Regions from separate parts of the Mus musculus genome. Here region 2 is linked to region 1. Evidence: chromatin contacts called from public Hi-C data. All regions are on one chromosome and are shown on one strand. Each heading gives the region's core, a stretch centred on a gene start, on an enhancer-like site or on the middle of the called end of the contact. The rest is flanking DNA. Distances are from core to core; before and after follow the strand shown.

What was found. A called contact is a pair of places that touch in the nucleus more often than the background predicts.
Region 2: a contact with region 1 is called in a Hi-C map of the N1E-115 cell line, with 3 times the contacts expected there. The contact joins two enhancer-like sites. A contact is called at or near these places in 13 of 484 Hi-C or Micro-C datasets (the HL-1 cell line, the N1E-115 cell line, bone marrow-derived macrophages and 3 more), 1 of 115 datasets of contacts at active chromatin or transcription factors (embryonic stem cells) and 2 of 9 other capture datasets (embryonic stem cells and pancreatic islet).

Annotation. Positions count from the first base shown.
Region 1 is chr5:67,174,583-67,182,238 of GRCm38.p6, reverse strand. No RefSeq gene overlaps it. Among named protein-coding and RNA genes, the nearest start is that of Gm33293, 53 kb to the left of the region's middle. Within about 2 kb of position 3,763, at least 7 of the 459 cell types and tissues checked have an H3K27ac peak or open chromatin away from gene starts, as enhancers often do. A contact at or near this core is called in the N1E-115 cell line, where this site is marked.
Region 2 is chr5:67,032,013-67,039,668 of GRCm38.p6, reverse strand. It overlaps Limch1 (LIM and calponin homology domains 1), which reads right to left. Exons shown (of 26, transcript NM_001001980.3): 22 at 6,470-6,591; 23 at 5,380-5,503. Among named protein-coding and RNA genes, the nearest start is that of Gm33040, 36 kb to the right of the region's middle. Within about 2 kb of position 3,013, at least 4 of the 459 cell types and tissues checked have an H3K27ac peak or open chromatin away from gene starts, as enhancers often do. A contact at or near this core is called in the N1E-115 cell line, where this site is marked.

The sequences.
Region 1 (7,656 bases), core at 2,514-5,013:
GAATTCTAAGTTCAGATGAGATTGCTTTCCCAGTCTAGGTTGCAGCTAGCTACATCTTCGGTAGTGAAGCACAAGGAGTCATTGTGAGGATTCCAGGCTGTGGAATAGTGGCTGCTCCTACGTAAAGGGCTCCTCTTTGCTTCCTTGCTTTCTTCCCTTCTAGCCTTAGAAGTGATAGCTGCAGCCACAGCAGCCACCCTAAATCATGAAGGCACACACATCTCATTCTGAGAATAGCTGCAGAAAGACTTGGGTCTCTGGGAACACTGGGATTGGCACCCACAATCCCATAGGATTGAAACCAAATTCTCTTGGTTAAGCTCCTGCTATTTTGACTTCTGCTGTGTGAAGACAACCTCTCCATCCATACACCTACACATATACATACACATATACTATACATATACTATACATACACATACATATACGTATATATCGGTGCCCTCTAATTAACTAATTGTTAACTTCACTGTTCACCAAGTCCCCCGCTCTGTGTAGGTGCTGAACGATTAAGGCAATCCTTGAGAATAATCGTGTCTCCAGGCCACTGGGGCTCATGAAGATGAGCAGAGGATACAACAAACTCAAATGGAAAATCAGGCAAAGTGAGCGTCTGGAGTGTCTTCCTGCTTCTGAGGATGGATCTGTCTAGTGACCTACGAGTTCACACGTGCTCAGAGAAAACAAGGAAGAGGCTCTGAGCCACTTTCAGCCATGGTGGTTGTAGGATCGGGAGAGTTCTGGGAACTTATTTTGATTTTGCTTCCTGCTCCTTAGCTCCAAAAATTTTCCTTCCTTTCACCTTTTGTTGGAAATGGTACCACTCGTGAGCGGCAGCCTCAAATGAGTGAGTTGTCCTTCATCTCTGTGACTGGATATTCCTGGCAAGCTGGCTATCCTTGAGATACTGCAGAAGCTGAAGCACAAAGATAGCAAGGAACCATGGCAACAACAATCCCAGGTCCTCTACCTTTAAACACAAATTTGCCAGGCACATAAATGCTTGGGTTATCACATGACTCGTCAGGCTGCTGCCCAGACAGAGAGAGGGAAGCCAGGTCTATCTACACAAAGGAGACCTGGACATGAAGTTATAAGGCTCAGTCACTCAGCCAAACAATTTAGTCCCAGTTACTGACTTGGTACTGAGTACAGGAGAAGGGGGACAGAAAGTCAGAGTCATCCTTACCCTCGTGTTGCTGAGTTAGAAATAGCTGCCCCCTTTTTGCCCTTGAAAAAAAATAAAATTCTCATCCTTCCCTTACTTTAAAATTGTGCAGCTATGGTATGAAGTCTGACCATTATGGTGGAAGTTATGTGTGACCTTTGACTCAGGATAGCCTCCTTCTTAAAAGTAACAGATTAAAAAGAAGAAGAAGAAGAAGAAGAAGAAGAAGAAGAAGAAGAAGAAGAAGAAGAAGAAGAAGAGGAGGAGGAGGAGGAGGAGGGGGAGGAGGAGGAGGAGGAGGAGGAGGAGGAGGAGGAGGAGGAGGAGGAGGAGGAAGAAGAAGAAGAAGAAGAAGAAGAAGAAGAAGAAGAAGAAGAAGAAGAAGAAGAAGAAGAAGAAGAAGAAGAAGAATAATAATTAAGGGTCAGTGAGTTGGCTCCAAGGGTAAGGTGGCTTGCTGCCCAGTCTGGGGACCTGAGTTTGAATCCTAGATCCACATAATGTAAGAAGAGAACTGATTCTTGTAAGTTGTCCTTGGCCTCCACACTTATACCATGATACATATGTGCCTTCACCACATACAATTAAAATGAATAATAAAATAAATTAAAACAACGGATTGCTTTTCCAGAGAATATTTACCTTTACACGACACATGGTTTATGTATTTCTTAGCAACATGGGATAGAGAAGACTCCTGCCATAGCATTCATTTACTCCTCTACAGAAATGTCCTTCTCTGTATAAATGTAGCCTAGTGCACTGAAGAGGGAAAACCCACTGTGCCAAGTCCCTAATTATCCCTCCCCCTTCCTCCGGAGCATCCTCACATATTCAACCGACATCTTATTTATGAGGTAGGGTTTGTTGTTGATTATTTAGTTGTTCAACATCTGAAGCATGCTCGAGATAAAATGTGGGTCACTGAATAAAAGGCCAGAGACTTGCAGTTCTTGTTCAACAGCAGCCCTCAGACCTGGAAATGTATCAATAATATATTAAACACATGACCATTTTGGCTGTTTTCTACAACCTCAAACCGGTTTGAAACATTGAAAACACCCTATGTAGCTTTACTTGTGTGTGTGTGTGTGTGTGAGAGAGTGTGTGTGTGTGTGTGTGTGTGTGTGTGTGTGTGTGTGTGTTTCTTCTCAAATACTACTGATTTGGTGGCATTTCTTCCTGGCTAGGATACAGGAGATGTTGCATTGAGCTGATCAGAATGGAAACAAAGAGTTGAAACAAAACAAACCAGGAGGGTAGCCTTCTCTTATAAGGGGAGGGACCTGGAAGTTAGAACAACAGTTGTATCTTTTCCTTCTTTGGTTTCTCTCTCTCCCTCCCTGACCCCAATCTAATGTATTTATTTATTTATTTATTTATTTATTTATTTATTTATTTATTTATTTATTTATTTATTTGCATTAAATAATTCAGCTCCCTTCCCTTTGTCATGGGGCTGTATTCGGGGAGAGGAAGACAAACTGCTTAGACCTTGAAAAGCACATGGGTTCCTCGCTTAGATGGCGTCTGTGTAGACTCCGAACTCCCTCCATGTTCTATAGGGAAAAAACAGAGCCAGGTGCGTTTCTTCCCAAATCGAATTAGCTGCAAGATGCCACATCCAATTGTGGCAAATTGATGTGAGAGTTTGTGATTTCTGCGGCGGCTCTTACAGCAGAGGTCACCAGGCAGAGACACAGACACCAGGCAGGGGGGGTTGCAGCAACTTGTGGTACAGGCTGCTTCGACAATAGCAGGCAAGACAGAAAACGCAGTCGGCTTTTTGAAAATTGCAAGAGAATCCAGTTGTAAGTACGTATTCTAATTGGATTTACTGTGCCATCATTTACCTCTTTAGGATGTTAACATAACATTATGCTTAATTGAAAAAATGGGTAGTTAACTATTCAGAGGCTAGATTTTCCAGGAACCCCCAACCCCCTGCCTGGTCTAAGCCACAGCTTAATCAGGCACAAAAATATAGGATTCCCCTAATCACATCAGCAAACGGTTTTTAGATTTGAAATAAAATTTGCTTATTTACTACTGGAAATTAGCTAAAAATGTTGACATGTGACAAATTTGCCCTTCCCCATTGTTGTTTTTATAGATCTCCCCTGACATTAACAGGTTTACATCATGCCTTATGACATTTAATTAGTCATAGCTTATTTAATTAGCGTGGCAAGACATCCAGAGCAATCCAAAGATTTTCTGCAAAACCCAAACAGGAGGTGGCACTTCTATAACTCACGGAAGCAGGCAAATGCAGAACAGACCGGAGACCAGACAGCTGTGTTTCTGTAGATACCTCAAACTGCCCTAGCTCGGAACCGGGAGAACAAGATTTCGTAAACCATGTTAGGACCCTTTGCCAAAATTTGTCTTTGCAAGGCATATGCACTGTCAAGCCAACTGGAGCCAAGACACATTTCGGTAAGAAATACCTTCTGCCCCAGGAAGGCTTAGAGTCTCCCTTCAATACACCCAGTAGATTTATTCATCTGGGAATGAATACTCCAGCACGTTGATGCAGAGATCAGTGCTTAGAATCCTTTCTTCTTACAACTTTTCTCTATTTCTTATGGACTTCTGACAGGAATTGATAGTTTCTAGTCCACTCTCAATTCAAATCTTGGATATACTGAGCAGCCTTGCTGGCTTATTGTTATGGATGAGATAAGCATGCTTATGCATTTTATCCCTGCGGAGATGATAGCCCATTGCTGTTCCCATTCTTTGCATGATATAACTGAGGTTCAGGGATAGTTATCCACAGTTTACACCTATGTGGCCAAGTCAGGAGATGAAACTAGTCTTGGAGCATATCCAGGCCCCTGTTGGAGAGCCACGGGTTCTCTGGAGGGCAGATTCACACTTGCTGGCTATATACTTCTTTGGCTTCTGCCCTATTCAAACCCAGAGTCCTTTATTCTGACCCTAAAGCCCGAGTCGCAGCCAGGTCACCTCTCTGCCTTGCTCTGTGCTGCCTAGTTGTGGCAGGTCTCACTCTTCTAGAAAATATGTTGACTGGAAACAACTCAAAACACCAGGGGTATCCACAATGAAAAGCTCTAGGAAACAAAGCAACCATGGAAATAATTATAAGTATAAACATATTTATAACTGAATATAAATGTAAACTCTTCCCATTGCATACTATAAACTGATAATAAAATGAAGCCATCTGTCTTGCCCTGTGTCTTCATGGATTTTTTTGAGATAGTGTCTCACCATGTAGCCCTGGCTGTCCTAGGACTCACTATGTAGTCTAGGCTGGCCTTGAACTCACAAAGTTCCACAAGGCTCTGCCTCCTGAGTGCTGGGATTGAAGGCTGTGCCGCTGCCACCCACCTTATATAGTTTTACCTTTTCTTTTTAAATGCTGTTGTGACCTTCAAACAGAAAGACCTTTTCCATATAGATGTGTGTTAGCTCAACTTTCTCATTTCAATATAGCAAAGAACTTTGTTTCATTCTCATGAATGAACTATAATGTTTAAATTCAAGGGGCCACTTGGAAGGAGCAGGACGAGAACTCTAGCCACCCCCTATTTTTACTGCACAGAATTTTAGAGGTGAGCTTTAAAAACACCCCTGTGTCTGTCTCAGGTTTAGATTGCTTGTGAAACATAACTTTAAAGCACTTACCAGAATCTTCCTGTGGACATAAATCCCACATATGTGTAGTCACTGGAACGCCTCCCGAGCCCCCTCACAAGTAGGGGATAGAGATGTCCGTTTTATGCCCAAGCACCAGGACTCCAAGTGCATTAAGAAAATCATCTCAGTGTGGCTTTTACTAATGCAGAGTATTTTAAAAATGAAACGAGGCAGATACAATAGCAGAGGTGCCACAGATAGAATAAATATCACTTAACCAATTACCAATTATCCATGCTGAGGCAGGACGAGGCAGAGTCTTGATAATTAAAACCCCAAATAAACCGAATGTTGGTTTAACCAACGATTCTTCTTTTGCAAGAATGTCTAAGGAACAGCCATAAAATGACTGATCTGAGTTTCACTTCCTCCCCCTGCCTCCACCTGCCCACCCTCTGACGGGGCTCTGATGGGCAGGAGACCGGTCAAAGGGCAGACAGCTGGAGGGAAGTCAAAGGGAGTAGCGGGGACCCACAGAGTGGAGAATCTGCCCCTGGATAATTGAGAGTTGATTGGATACACAATGGCATCCCATTGTCTCCTTCTCATTTTGGAGAAGGGGCCACAGACAAGTCTGCCGTAAGTAGCTCCCACCTGGCCCTTCCTCTCCTGGGCCAGCTGTGAGCATTCATTGGTGACAGCCATGTTTAGCACATTCCTGCTCAGCCTGGAGAAATCAAGATTTGAACTAGAAAGTTCTGGCCATACCAGAAGCCTGGCTCCATCGCTTCGCACAACTTCAGCCAGGGTCAAAGGCGAGATAAACCTGTAGAGGATGCCAAGAAATGGAACATTTCCGGATCCGATGCCCAGAACTCCAGGCCCGCCGCTCCTTGGGCCTGCATTCTGCCTTTTGACTTCCTGATGCCTTAGTTCCTGCCGCTCTTGCCCTGTGTCCCGCCCCACCCCCGTGCCTTAGTACTTCATCTTCTTTCCTGTCTCCTGTGCCTTATTCAAACCTCACATGAGCATCACTATCATGGTGCACGGAACTAGAGCTGGTATTCTGGGTCTCTATGGGGCACCTGGACCATGGCAGACACAAAACCACACTGGCATTCATCTTATCTCTTCTCAGGTATCCTTTGTCTGCTGAGGGAATCTTATGCTGCCCTGTTCCCATGGAGGGTGATGCCTTCCTCTACCACAGTCTCCTGCTGCAGCTGTTCAAGAACCCATCATTCTCCTCTATAAAACTCAACGTGGGAAGCTGTTGTGTGTACACTGGCATCATTCAGGGAGCCTCTCACTCTGAGTGATTGACATTTAAATCAGAAGAGGTGAGAGGTTAATCCCTCCCCTGTGATGCAGCACCATACTGTATGTATTTGACTGTACTGGTTTTCTCATTTGTTTTTTTTTTTTTTTTTTTTTTTTGTAGCCTCTGCACTCAGCACAGCACACGGCACACGGGAGGTGTGTTTAGTGAGCAAACTTGTCGGTCTATTCCTTAGCTGATGAGAAAGGGCTGTACAAGAGAAAATGCAAGCTTTACTCCCAATATTAGTTTTCCATTGGGAACCATTTTGTCTGCTTCTGTGAGAGCCTGCTTGTCAGGAGGAGTCAAGGCAGGCCCTGGCCTGCTGGCAGATTTCTTGGCCTGCTCATGCACGGGACAAGAAGAGGGGATACACTTGAAGCTCAAGGAAAGGGGCTGGATGTCCTGTTCATCTTGGAGGAAGAAACAAGGAGCAATAGGGAGGCCTCCAGCTGGGTCCAGAGCTTGAATGTATATCAGCTGCTGTCCCTGCTGGCTTGTGGCTTTGTTTCCCACAATACTGTAAAGTCTATAAAGCCTGAGAGAATTAAACTCCGGGCTGCCACAGTACTGACTGGAGAACCCTCCTGATTTCTAATCTTTGTCTCTAAGTCTTCTTTTTTTTTAAATTTTTTATTAGGTATTTTCCTCATTTACATTTCCAATGCTATCCCAAAAGTCCCCCATACCCTCCCACCCACTCCCCTACCCACCCACTCCCACTTCTTGGCCCTGGTGTTCCCTTGTACTGAGGCATATAAAGTTTGCACGACCAATGGGCCTCTCTTTCCACTGATGGCCGACTAGACCATCTTTTGATACATATGCAGCTAGAGACAAGAGCTCCGGGGTACTGGTTAGTTCATATTGTTGTTCCACCTATAGGGTTGCAGATCCCTTTAGCTCCTTGGATACTTTCTCTAGCTCCTCCATTGGGGGCCCTGTGATCCATCCAATAGCTGACTGTGAGCATCCACTTCTGTGTTTGCTAGGCCCTGGCCTAGTCTCACAAGAGACAGCTATATCAGGGTCCTTTCAGCAAAATCTTGCTAGTGTATGCAATGATGTCTGCGTTTGGTGGCTGATTATGGGATGGATCCCCGGATATGGTAGTCTCTAGATGGTCCATCCTTTTGTCTCAGCTCCAAACTTTGTCTCTGTAACTCCTTCCATGGGTGTTTTGTTCCCAATTCTAAGAAGGGGCAAAGTGTCCACACTTTGGTCTTCATTCTTCTTGCGTTTCATGTGTTTTGCAAATTGTAACTTATATCTTGGGTATTCTAAGTTTCTGGGTTAATATCCACTTATCAGTGAGTACATATCATGTGAGTTCTTTTGTGATTGGGTTACCTCACTCAGGATGATGCCCTCCAGGTCAATCCATTTGCCTATGAATTTCATAAATTCAATTTTTTTAATAGCTGAGTAGTACTCCATTGTGTAAATGTACCACATTTTCTGTATCCATTCCCCTGTTGAGGGGCAGAATGCGAATTGATCCATTTCTATCTCCTTGTACTAAGGTCAAATCTAAGTGGATCAAGGAACTCCACATAAAACCAGA
Region 2 (7,656 bases), core at 1,764-4,263, 140 kb after region 1:
GCTTCCTATGTATTTCATTCCTGGAAACACCATGATTGGTTAGCCAGTACCAAAGGTCCAACCGAGTCATGCCATTATAAATTTCACCTCTCCTGTGCTGACCATTACTGGGTATGTTATTATAAACATTCTTTTGTCTACGCTGTCCATTATAATAACTAGAATCACCTTGTCTCGGGCGATTCAATGCTGCCACCTGGCCCTTGTTACCTCGGAATCCAACTAAACCCAGTGAATTTAATTCATCTAATTGAGCAGAAGCATCTCCAATGCTAAGATCTGGCACAAGGAAAAGGGAAAGAACAAAACCCTTCAAATGTGCTGGTGCCCCTCTCACCAATTTGCGTCTTATAGAGCTGGTGAAAGGCATATCTTCTGGACCTTCCCATTGTGGACAATTATGCTTTACACAATATATCCACTCTAGCATTGCAATTTCCCTAAGTCTTAAAATCCCTTCATCAACACTAAGCCATGGAATATCAGGCATCTCCAAGTCATTTCCAGTAGGCCATCTTTTGATAAACACCTCAGCCAACCATTCAAACAAACTTTTGACACCTTTTTTAACTATGCGAGCTTCCGTATTAAACCTAGAATCTCTACTCAGAGGACCCATGTCAATAAACTCAGCCTGCTCTAGTTTTATGTTCCTTCCACCCTTATCCCACACCCTTAAAATCCATTCCCACACATATTCACCAGGTTTCTGCTTGAATGAATTAGCAAACTCATTAAGCTCCTTAGTAGTGTAGCGAATTTCCTCATGGACTACACTTTCTACCTCCCCTCTAGGAGCCTGTTTTGCTTTGAGTCTGGTTACAGGTCTAGAAGAAACTATTGGTGGGCCGTGAGCAGACTCTGCAAAATTAATTTCCTCATGTGGGGAAGGCATTATTTCAAGAGGTGGGGCTGAGGGTACTACTTCCTCAGGTGGGGCAAACCCTTGAGAATCTGAGGATTCAAAATTCTCAGCTTCAACATGGTCTTCCCACACATCCCCATCCCATGTTGTAGGATCCCATTCTTTGCCAATTAGAGCCCTTACTTTAACTGTCGACACACTCTGAGGCTGAGACTTGAATTTTCGCTGTAGTTCAGCCAACCTTACAATGAGAGTTTCTGTTTGATTTTCTGCAACTTGAGCTCTATTGCTACAAGAGAGAAGATTCTCCTCAAGGACACACTTAGCAACTTTTAGATCGTTTACTTGTGTCTGGAGCCTTTCGATTTTATCACACAACTCCTTCCTTTCATTCATCATTTTTTCCACAGATACTAAGAGCAGCCAGCCAGTAAAATCATTTTTCGATTTTTTCCCCATCTTGTAGAAAGCTTTGTGCACTGAATCACCTAATTCATTAAGAAAATCAAGGGCATTAGCTTCTTTAAGTTCGGAATATAGTTTCAACCATGGGTCTTCAAAATTCTCTGAGCTCCCAGGAGGGAGAGAATCTGGAGAGGTTTCAATAGTTGAAAGTGCTGGTGGATCAACAAGCCAATTCCAGAATTTTAAAAGATTCATCCTTGTACTTCTGTTACTCTAGAACCACTCCTGGTACCAACTTCTGTATTAGTCAGGGTTCTCTAGAGTCACAGAACTTATGGATAGTCTCTAGATAGTAAAGGAATTTATTGATGACTTACAGTCGGCAGCCCAATTCCCAACAATTGTTCAGTCGCAGCTGTGAATGGAAGTCCAAGGATCTAGCAGTTACTCAGTCTCACGCAGCAAGCAGGCGAAGGAGCAAGGGCTCGAGCTAGACTCCCTTCTTCCAATGTCCTTATATTGTCTCCAGCAAAAGGTGTAGCCCAGATTAAAGGTGTGTTCCACCACACCTTTAATCCCAGATGAAAGGCATAGCCAGATTAAAGGTGTGTTCCTTAACTCGGAGATTCAATCTTCTGGAATCCATAGCCACTATGGCTCAAGATCTTCAAACCAAGATCCAGATAAGGATCTCCAAGCCTCCAGATAAGGGTCACTGGTGAGCCTTCCAATTCCGGATTGTAGTTCATTCCAAATATTGTCAAGTTGACAACCAGGAATAGCCACTACACCAAGGTTCTGAGGTAGCTTCAGCAATGTCTTAGTGAGGGTTTCTATTGCTGCATGGCATGATGACACTCCATGTCCCAAAAGCAAACTGGGGAGGGAAGGGTTTATTTGGCTGACACTTCCAGATCATAGTCCATCATTGGAGAGAGTCAGGACAGGTACCTAAGCAGGGCAGGAACCTGGAGGCAGGACCTGATGCAGAGGCCATGGGGGGGATGCTGCTCACTGGCTGGCTCCTCATGGCTTACTCAGGCTGCTTTCTTACAGGACTGCCAGCCCAGGATGGCACCACCCACAATGTGCTGGGTCCTTCCTCATTAATTGAGAAAAGGCCTTATAGCTGGATCTCATGGAGGCATTTCCTTACCTGAGGCTCCTTTCTCTTTAGCTTGTGTCAAGTTGACACACAAAACCAGCTAGTACAAGCAGTTCCCATGAAAGGTGCATTGGCCTGCTATGGCCTTTCATTTTTACAAAGAGTCCACTATGATATAGGAGAGGAGGCTGCCTTGTGGAGGCTTCAGGGATACGGTTCCTGCTCTGCCCTGAGTTCATGGGGAACACTGCAGAATGCTCTGTTTAGGTCTCCCTTCTACCTACAAAAGGAGAGGGCTGGCCATACCCCTATTGTGTGCTCCAGAATAGACACTGAGCCTGCAAAGATAGATACTTCTTTTCTATCTGTATTGCCAACTCCTGGGACTGAACCCACCTCCTTCCACCACCTACAGCCCTGGACACTGTCCACCTGCCACTACAGGTGCCACTGCAGGGCTGTCCTCTCTTAGAAGCTTTGCAGCTTCTGTAAGATCAGCTCCCCATGGTGCCCACAGCTGCAAAGCTCTAGAAGTTTACAAGCATGTGTCCGTCTGCAAGCTACAGGAGAACAAAGCTGACAGAGGAAACAGAAGGGCAGACATCCAGAGGAGGAAGAGCTGTCCTCATCAAACCTTAGAGATGATGTCACACTCTAGCCATGAAAAGAAATCTATCAATGAAAACCACTAAGTCCCCAGTCATCTGTGCCTGTGACAGATGGACACTTGGGCAGCTTTTAAAGATATAGTGGGGACCGACTAATGTCCAGGGCTATGGTGAGTGATCCAGGGAGAGCTTGAAGCAGAGAACGGGAGTTTTGTTTCCCAGCCTCACCCTGGTTCTCTGGAGGAGCCAGCAGCCCATTGCCCTATAAGGGTTGGGAGTCTTGGAGGCAGAGGCACTGCAGCAGGAGCCCGGCAGCTGTCTGGTGCACTTTATTATTAGATTAGAGGTTCCACACAATGTCATTAAGACCTAATGGCCATAGCCAGCACCACACATCTGACTTTTTCTACCCCGGGCTGATGAATCTGCAGGCAGAGAAATGTTCTCTTAACTCTTCCCTCTGTGTGTGTGGGGAAGGGGTGTGGGCCAGCGTCAATCGACAAGCACTGATATGGCCAAAATTACGCCCATTGAGTGCAGGACTACAAAACAGCCTCAGAGAGGCCTGCTGACCTCGTGTACCTGTTTGGAGACTGGCCGGGAGGGGTGGGAGGGCATGGGGACAGGGGCCCAGCCCGGAAGTTCTCTCGAGGGTTTTTCCTGTAACACGGTAAAGGAACCCACAGTTACGGAAAGTCAACAGAAGCCACGGTAAAAAAGACATTTTAGCTTAAAACAAAAACAGAAACAGAAACAACAAAAAGGCCACAAAGGATTCCCCTGCTGACATCTTTGCTCAATTGAGACAAGGTCTCACTATGGCGCCCAGGTTGGTCTCAAACTTAGTGTTCCTCCTGGCTCAGCCCCTCAAGGGTGGGGTTATGAACACATGCTACCGTGGTTGGTTGTTATTTATTTTCGCTTTGGAGCAAAACTAGTAATTGTGTCTAGAAGGAATGCACACGTGCGTAAATGAAAACCACACAGGCCCTGCTGCTTAGGCAGGAGAATTCCGGTGGCTTCGTCTTCACTGCGTGTTATTTACACCATTGGCAGAGCTGCTTTTGCATACTGAGTTTTATGTGAAAACCACAGGTCTAGTGGGACAGAAAGATGACTAAAGATCCAGGGCAAACTCTTAAGGGCAGCTCAGAAGTTCAGGGGAGATTTTTTTTTTTAAAGTCAGTTTATGGTAAAGATCTCAAAAAATAATCACACAGATAGATTCACATGGCTACTCGAGCTAACAGGGCCAATCTTAGAGGAAGTCACAGTCCCTGCCGTAGAGGCCTGCAATGAATACCTTTGAGACTGTTTAACTCTCATCAGGCCGTAAGAAATCAGAAGGGCCCTAATTTGGTGTTGCCAGTATGACATGCAGGCGTAGGCTGCTTAGGAGCCCTATGTGGGATCAGGTCGTCAGCTTTGAAAAGTTTATTTCATGGGTGAAGAAATAGTTAGGACAGAGAAAAGTGCAAGGAAAGGAAAACTAGAACACAGAGACGGACAGAATCGCTCTTGTCTCCTGGCTGCTTGACGAGCCGTGAGATCCCTCGAGCCCGTACCCACCCAGCCTCCCTCTCAGGTGGCACTTGTACCCACCCAGCCTCCCTCTCAGGTGGCACTTGTCTTCTTCAAAAGTCCCATTTCCAAAATGTTAGCACCATGGCTTGAGAGGGAAAAAAAAAAAAGGCTGAAAATCCCTGCAATATCCAATACAAGCAATCCCATCTAGTTGATCTGAAGCTCCTGTCAACTCTGGAGCCACAGGTACACAGCCATGAACACGGAAGCTGTCTGAGACAAAGGGGGGGGGGGGAGTATCAGCTCAGCACGGTGCTGAGAAGGGAGAAAAGCTAACATGCCACCATGGGACTCACACTGCAGTGTTGGTGATCTGCCAGGCCGGGCAGTCTGTGAGGAAGGTACCAGGCTCATCCCCACTAGATAACGGGGAAACTAAGGCAGGGAAACAAAACCTAAGACAGTTGCTTAAACCCTGTGTGAGTGGCAGAGACAAAATCTGAGCCCACAGTCCAGATCCAGGCGGGATGAGATTCGGATAATGACGCATGCCAGGATTTTGGAAGTGTGATTGTGTGCCCCCGCTGTGGCCTTGCTGCGAAGCTGTGTGTGGAGGTCCTCTAATATTTAACCAGTCCAATTCTGAGGGTGAGATATGTTAACTTCCCTGAACTCTTCATTGTAAACCGAGATTATCAACCTCATAGGATTGTTGGGAAGGCTCCCTGAGAGAAACAGGTTTAAGCACAATGGAGACAAAGCACAAAGATGCAGCTGCCGTCTTACCATCCCACACCTCTTCCCACTTAAGTCAGTACATTAATAAATAAATAAATAAACCAACCCCATGTCCATTTTATCAGTTTACTCACTTCCGCCTTTCCCCCGGAGACTCCATCTGATGATTGATGGTTTTCTCCAGGGCCAAGGTTTTGGGCTTCACATCTTCCGACGTGGATGTTGGTGGGTTTGGTATCTGTTGATTCCGAGGTGGATCTGAGACCAAGGAAGGAACAGAAACGTGTTCAGCAAAGTCATTTTAACTTTCCTTTTAAAGAGCCGATGCCCGCTGGTCCTTAACAGTAATTCTGTGTGGGCTGCGTTGCACGAGCATCTCGGTCGGGCTTGGCAGAGTCTAGTCCACAAGAGGAGTTGTTGGGGTGGAGGGAGGATTATGTTATGGTGGAACTGGGAGATCGGAAGGATGAACTGTTGATGATTATTTTCTAAATCTTAAATTTTTTCAAAGTCTCCCTTTGATTTAAGAAAATCGTTATTTTGTATGTCGGTGTTTTGCCCTCATGTATGTTTGTGACCCTCATGCATGCAGTGCCCATGGAGGCCGTAAGAGGGCGTCATAATCCCCTGGACCTGGAGTTATTGACAATTGTGAGCTGACAAAGAAGTCCTGGGAATCGAACCTGGGTCTTCTGAGAGGGTAGCCACTGCTATTAACCAATGAACCATCTCTCCAGCCCTTTCCTTTAAATTTTGAAAAATTACATTGGTTTATTGTGAGGAAGGAGCACATGCAGGGGTGTACATGTGTGTACGTGTGTGTGCGCGCGCGCGCGTGTGTGCGTGCGTGCGTGCGTGCGTGTATGTGTGTGTGTGTGTGTGTGTGTGTGTGTCTGTGTGTGTGTAGGTCAACCTTTGGGACCTGCTTCTCACTTTCCACTACACGAGTCTTTGAACTCAGGCCCTCAGGCTCTCTGCTCACTGAGTCAACTCACCAGCCATAGTTTTTATTTTTTAAAATGCTAGTACCTGCTGTGGTCTCACCCAGACCCCAATGACAGTGTGCTGAGTCTGGTCTCATGGCAGGAGTTTATGTGTTATGTGTTAACAGAAGCTAGAGGTAAGGGGCCCTAGGGGAGATATTTGCAGCCACCAGAGGTCAGTTCTGGACAGTGTGAGTGTTTACAGTACCTTAAATATTAGGATTTATCTCTTCATTCTTACCCTGAGCTGGCTGTGGGTTTGTACCACAGTGTGGGGCCCCAGCCTCTGCCTCCAGCTGCGGGTCCTGATGGATTCCTTTTGACACGGAGATTTCAGGGTTAGCCGAGGGACTTGGAGTTAGGCTGTTAAAAACAAAACAAAACAAACCAAAAAACCCCAAAACTTCAGAGCAGAGATAAAACCAACTGGATTAAAATGACTGTTTCTGTACCTGAGGACATGGGGCTAGCAATTATAATCTAAGGAAAAGAAATAGACTGTTTGCTTACTCTGTTTATTTTAAACTCTATCTAAAACCATTACGAAATACTACGTGTTTTGCGTTTTTAGTTCCCATCAATTGAACACACTCAGGAAATAATCGTGTCCAAGGTCCTCCCTGCCCACCAGGCTCTCTGAGCTAATCACCTCTAGGGGGCTCATCTGAAGCTCCCAGAGTTCCACAAGGAAACAATTACGCTAGGTAGCTATCATGTGGAAGCCAGGCACAGTGAAGCGCATCTATAATCTCAGCACTTGGGCAGAGGCAGAAGGACCACAGGGCCAGGTGGGGCTACCCAGTGAGTTCAAGGCCAGCCTTGGCTGCATATCGATGCACTATCTCCAAATCAATAGATAAATAAGCAAATAACTGGGGCTACATGGGATCTCCAAGCCTTTGGGGGGGGGGGTTTCTGTGTGCAAAGAAAGGAGTGATTTAAGGAGATTTAAGGAGATGAAAAGAAAGTTTCTGGTGACAATGAGACCAGTCTGACGAAACCAAACAGCAAATTCACAGGCAAAGCCTGTCTGAAGAACTAGCAAAAATGCACATGAAGTGCTTTTAGGGCTCCTTCGAATCTTCCTGACTAATAGTTCCCACCTCCCAGACTCTGAGGCAGTGTTGCCTGGAGACTGTGCCCTGACAGACTTGGTGCTCAGTGTCTGATTCTAGAGGCTCCCTCCATGCAAACCCTTACCAGAACTCTGCTCCCAGCCAACCCTTCTCCTTGACCAGCCTAGGACACCACGATAGCCTTTCTCATCTCGGGGTCCCTCTGGGATGCTGTCATCGTGTTACAGGTGCATGTATCCCTGCTGATACCTGTCTGGGATCTCTCACCCGAGGCAAACATCAGTTTCTTAAGGAGGATGCTGATAGCAGACAGCTGCCATCTTCCTGGGCTTCCTATAGGTTCCTTCCAGAT